Regions from separate parts of the Mus musculus genome. Here region 2 is linked to region 1. Evidence: chromatin contacts called from public HiChIP or PLAC-seq data. All regions are on one chromosome and are shown on one strand. The core of a region is the stretch at or near the end of the contact, and the rest is flanking DNA. Distances in the headings are between cores, read along the strand shown.

Region 1 (2,907 bases), core at 185-2,684:
AGGGGAGAGGATGGCAGCTGACTCGGCCCCACTGATGACCCTACAGCAACCAGGGTATGAAGACAGGAGTGGCAGAAGGAAGGGTGGGGGTAGTGTGGGCCAGCCTCAGCCTGCCTGCAGTCTGTCCTGGAGAGTCTAAGCATCCTTCTACCACTGTCTCCCTTCCTCTTCCTCCCTACGATGTTTTGAAAGCCACTGAGATGTTCTCACAGTTCAGGAGAGGAAATGGCCTTTGGAGAATCATAAAGCAGCAAAAATAGACAAGAAATTCTATCTTGGCAAGCCTTTAAGGGGACTCCATAATGGCCTGACTTAAAAACATGTAGGTCTAGATGAACCTTCCTTCGGGTGGAGGCGAAGCCACTTCCTCTCTCCTGCTGCACCCCGGCCTATGAGAGTTCCTCTTTCTTACACATGTTTTTTTTTTTTTTTTTTTTTTTGCAAGGCAAGCAATGCTGCAGGCCCTGGAAGACCAGAAGGCCAGCAACGTTCCTGACTGCACGCAGGAGTCTATTAGTCTATTAGTCTACAGCTTGGGCAAATGGAAGACTTGTCCCAGCCTCAGTTTCTCCATCCACAAACAGGGACGATGATAATGATACGCACCCAGAGAGCTGGATGAGGATCAAATGGGCTTTTTGGCACTTAGAGGCGCTGTGCAGCAAGCAGGCATAGCTGGCTTACATCTTCACCACCAACCGCCCTCTCCCAAAGACCCACTCCAGAAACCTGCCCCCGACCGAGGCGCCCATCTCACCTGGCTTCGTACACAGGTAGGAGTAAAAGCCCTCGGACTTGAGCATGATGAGCAGCGAACCCCAGCCCAGGAGGACTGCGGAGAAAAGGAGGTTTTCCAACACAGCGGTGCAGGCCATCCACCAGCGGCGCCGATGGGCAGTGGCCAGGGTGGGCGCCATGGTGCGGTGTGGCGGTGGTCGGGCTCCGGTTCTGCAGACACCTGCGCGCAGACCTCAGCTTCAGCGGTGGCTCTACCCAACCCGTGTAGCCGCTGGCGCACAGCCTGTCAGTCCCTTGCAGCCCAGGCTATAGGTGCCCGCCGCAAAAGAAAAGAACCCTAGCCCTGTCAGGGACCTGGGCCACCCCGTACCCGCAGCTACCTGGTAACGCTACCTTAGGCCACAGTGGAGCCCCGCTGGCCAAGAGGAAAGGCTTCTCCCTTAGTTCACTCGGAGGTAAACTGAGGCATGGCAGCTGGAAAAGGGCTAATTATGCTCAAGGACGTGGAGCGGGTCCTGATCCCAAGCAAGACTGAACAGCCACTTTGGGGGCCGGAAAGGGAGGCAGCTCGTAGTAAGGTCACCTGAGCAGAGGCTCACCTGAGAGCTGCCACTCCCAGGGACCCTGACAGGCTCCCGCCCGCCCGCACTCGAGACCCTTCCTTAGTGCTTGTTCCTTCAACCACAAAATCAGCACAGGGAGCCCCGAAACGGCCCGCCCACGGCGCTTTCATTGGCGGGACCGCACAGGAACTGCCGCGCCATTGGTTAGTGTTTAGGTCGCTAGGCGCTACCGCCACGCGAACCCCGCATGGGAGAGGCGAAGCCGGTTCAAACCGGCGGCGCGAGCCAACCGCGCGACCCCCGTGTCGGGCTGTTACCCCGGCGATTAGCCCGTTTCCATAGAAGCGGATCCCGTCCCTCTGTCCTCCTGGCCTTTTTCGTTACGTCTCCCTCCCGGTGTCGTCCCTCTGACAAGTATGCACCTTCCCTCCAACCCCTGCCTGCGAGCGGCTTCAGGTTCTCGCACCCTCGTCTGAGACCCGGATCCTGGGAGTCCAGCTCACCCGGCTCCTACCAGTGTGTATCGGGCCCGCCCGGCGCCTTTTCTGTCCCCTTTATTTCCAGCCCTTTTATTCCTATCCTAAGATGAAAAACACTGCCGCCCGTTGATTGGCTGAGTGGGGCTGGAAACAGGCGTCGGCCAATCAGCAGCTACCCACCCGCCCCCCGGCGAGCAGAAGCCGGTTCCGGCCGGACTTGGAGACAAACAAGAGGAATGGGGGGGCTGGGGGGCGGCTCGGGCAGGCCCAGCTCTACCCAGTTAAACTGGAGTGCCCCTCGACCCGGTGACCGCCGCGGGCATCGCCCCACGCCCTTCTCGTTGCCCTCTTCCTTGTCAAGTTCATGGGTCAGCGTTTCAGGGAGTCTTGGTCCACAGCGAGCTGGGCTCCAAGCACCGTGCGGTTCGGCCCGCAGTATAGACCACCGTTCTCGCCCGGAGAGAACCAGGGCCGGATGCTCCAACTCCGCAGGCCATTACCGCCCTTTTGTGCTGTTTCCCGGCCTGCTCCTTGGGCTTTGTGTCCGGGCTCCTCGCTGCCTAGCCCCCGTTGTCCTATCCAGGCGCTGTCTACGGGTATCAGAACACCCCGACCCAGGTCGTGGCATAATTACCGCATCCCTGCTAGATCTCCCGACTCACCGGGTCCTTGCCTGGAATCAGGTGCCTCCTGCCTGGTCTTTAATCGGTGTCCCTTAAGGGTCTGTAGTCAGGATTTTGGACTAAGAGCCCCTGGTCCTCCAGTTGTCGCCATCCCCATCCCGCGCCCTCTTTTCTCGGTGCCTTCAGAGACCGGTCAGTGTTCAGGCCGGTCACCTTGGCATGCCCTGCCCTCCCACTTTCCCAAACGACTCTTTCATGTGGCTGGCACACTTTCTCGTCCACCCTTCTTCATGCTGTGAGCAATCCCGAGCACCTAGTTAGTCTAAGTCTGACTTTGGAGAGCGCGATAGATCACTAGGGGTCCAAAGAGCTCCGTCCTTTCTGTATCATCAGCGGAGCTGCGCTGCTCTGAGGACCTGCTTGGACGTGGAATGGAGCCTCAGCACGAAAGATTTGGCTGTCCGTCCGAGTCTCCCTGACGAGAGGCACTAACCTCCCCTCAGA
Region 2 (3,020 bases), core at 232-2,731, 2.4 Mb before region 1:
GGCTTGGTACTAGCCCAGCCCCGAGCAGCCCTGGTCTGGCTGTTCTGACCTCCAAACTCTCCGGCCTTCGAGGATGGAGCCCGAAGGTTACAAATCTCCCTCCCTCCCTCCTTGACAGCAGACGCTAGGAACCATAACCATATGGCGAGGGACTTTGAGTCCCAAGTCAAAAGTGCAGTTTCGCGGACCCCAGCAGGCGATTAGTAAAAGCGGAGAATGACCTAAGCATTTGAAGACTCCCGAGACCACTTGCTTCAGACCCTTCCTGCTTCCCATTCATCTTTCCTCCAAACTCCCTTGGTGCTAACTCCGAGGCCAAGCGTTTCTTGACCGAGATCAATGAAGTTAGGACTTGACTCGGCGTCCGGGGCTGGGACAAACGGTGAGTTCCGCTAACTAGTCTGCGGCTCCGAGGTCGATAGAACCCGGCAGGAAGGCAGAGCCGAAGAGAAGCAGCGCTCCGTGCATGTGCGTGTGTGCATGTGTGTGTCTGTGTGCAAGAAAAGAATTTCAGGGAGGGCAGCCAGTCCCAGGACCTCAGTTGCTGCAACCCAGAGAAGAGCGAGGGGCTGGGCAGTGGGCTCTCAGGGTCCCCGGATATGTTTCCCCAGAATTGTGTTCTAGGTTCCAATCCTGACTTGACAGCGTCAAGGCAGAGGTAGGTGAGAGATGTCCCAGTCCCGGGTCCGGCCACCACCCGACCCAGTTCCTCTGCAGTGAGGATACGAGGGACCCAGAATAAGCGGCAAAGTCGAGCGAAGTTTGGAGACCAGCGGGGTAGGCAGAACGGCGGGCTGGTAGCTGGGCTGTCCGGACTCTGCACCCGCGACCTGCCGCCCCCCCCGCAACGCGCCCGGGCGCCCCTAGACGCCTGGAGTGGAGCGAGGGAGCGCGCGGGAGAGCGCGTGTGTGCGGGGAGGGGGTGGCGTGATGAATTGCAGCAGAGAAATCCCATTAGATCCGGGGAGATGATTAAAGGCGAGGTCTCGGCCGGGCGCGAATGGCGGGAGCCGCGGCGGCTTCCCGCCCGTAGAGCCCGCGCCCCGCCCGGCTGGGTCGGCGCCGGGGACAGCGCAGCCGGCGGGACGTGGTGCTTGGGAGGAACAACAGGACGCACGGAGCAAGGCGCCGGGATGGTCTTGCTTTCCTACCCCTGGGAGTCCGCGCCCGCCCCCGTCCTGTGGCCGGACGCCCGGGTCCCTTACCGTGAGCCAGGAGCGCCAGCAGCGAGGGCAGGAGCAGCAGGGCTGCTGGGCGCATGGTGCTGCTTGCGGCCGCGCCCCGGGTCGGGGCCGCGGTAGGGGAACTGGGGACTGGGAGAGGCGTGGGCGCGGGGGGCAGAGCCGGTCCCGGGGAGAGCAGCGGGGCCGCCGCCGCCGCCGCCAGCGCCTGACAGAATCAGCACCACGGCCAGCGCCTGGCGTCGGCGCCCGGGATCGCCGCGCGGGGCTGGGGGCGGGGGCGCAGGAGGAGCGGCTTACCGTAAAGTCTCAAGCAAAGGCGCAGAAGACCCAGCGGCAAGAGAACAGGCTTTCGAGCCCTGGGGAAAGGACTGCCCTGCTAATGTGGCACACAGCCCCCGCCTTCCCGAGCTGCCCACGCCCAGCCAAGCTTGCCACCCTCTCCCGGGTTTGTAGCTTACCAAGGTGTCAGGTTCTAATCGGATTCTCCATTAAAGAGAACACCCCCTCCTCACCTCTCTCTCCACCCCACCTTGGTACCTGACAGCTACAAGGGTGATCTGGAAAGATGCACATCAGTGAGGCAGCTGGTGAGGCCCGCCTGCCCTTGTGGCAGCTCCATCCTGGGCCGATAATGAAGACGGCTTTTGAACGTACAAAGGACAATAAATTATTACTTTGCGCTCAATAAATGCCAGGGCTCCAGGCAGCTGCATCAGCAGCAAACTGTGCTCACAGAAAAGCTTAATTATCCTGATATTATAGTTAAAAGCCAGTGGCACTTGTGTCCTGGGGAGACATTCTCCACTTGGTAGGGGGCAACCTGGGTCAAGCTGTGGGGTGCTGAAGGCAGCACCCTGGGTCCCCATGTAGCCATGGGGTTCCAGACCTTGCTTCCTCTATTTCCTCTGTAGAACAAGAATAGCCACAGGAACACAGATCTTTTATGCCAATACCAGCTTCGGTCTTGGAACTGACGAAGAAAATGGGATAAGCATGAATATCAGGGGTCTTTATGACTGTTTTAGTTTTAAATTTTCATTTTTTTTTTTACCAGGACCTGGCACATGATTCCATACTTGATAGATAGGGAGGGGCTCTACCACTGAGCTACACCTTCAACCCACCAGGTGTAGCTGATTGTTTCAGATGGAGGAAAACTTGAAGAAGGGGCAGTAACCCCAGAGTAGTTGGAATAGTCAATAGCACAGAAAAATAAGATCCCATGACTTTGTGACCTGAGGAACCCCAGTAAGCCATGGGCCAATAACAGGCTAGCCATAGCTGTGCAGAACTAGAGGCTATTATTCAGACCCAAGGGACATGGTTAGGCTTGTTACTGAATTTCAGTGGACTCAACAGGACACAACCACGTGGCTGATGTTAATATCTGTAGAGGAAGAAGGAGGCCCTCAAAGGGCAGCTTAATGTTGAGTTCTTTCCATGTGAACGTGGGTCAAACCCCAACAATTTGTCCACAGCACTTCCCCCATCTCATCCTGGAAGCAAGTGACTTCTGCCCTAAGTTTCATTCCTAGGAGAGTCTTTCGGTCCTTACAGTCTTCCAGCTTTGCTCCTTTGATGCTCTGTAGATCCTTTTGTGGGCTCTGGGGAGCCATCTTGCTTGCTGTAAAGAATCCCAGGCAGCAGGTGGCATGTGGAGTTATCTGGGGAAGATGCTGGGTGAGGATTTTGGACAGTTGTCTGGTGAATTGGAAGAGAAAGGAGAGTAGCAGAAGGGATGGCAGGTAGGGGAGCCTTTGAAGAAAAGATCAGAAATGTGGAGAAGCCAGGAGAGAGGGACGGAGGAAAGGGAAAACAAGACCTGCCCACAGAATG

The links. HiChIP or PLAC-seq counts read pairs in DNA pulled down with a chosen protein or histone mark.
Region 2: an H3K27ac HiChIP or PLAC-seq map of embryonic stem cells shows a contact between it and region 1, with 4 times the contacts expected there. The contact joins the promoter of Sez6 here to the promoter of Slc43a2 in region 1.

What each region holds. Positions count from the first base shown.
Region 1 is chr11:75,530,639-75,533,545 of GRCm38.p6, reverse strand. Slc43a2 (solute carrier family 43, member 2) reads right to left here and starts at 1,434. Exons shown (of 14, transcript NM_001199283.1): 1 at 1,132-1,434; 2 at 758-958. The coding sequence starts at 917.
Region 2 is chr11:77,929,300-77,932,319 of GRCm38.p6, reverse strand. Sez6 (seizure related gene 6) reads right to left here and starts at 1,481. Exons shown (of 17, transcript NM_021286.4): 1 at 1,206-1,481. The coding sequence starts at 1,260.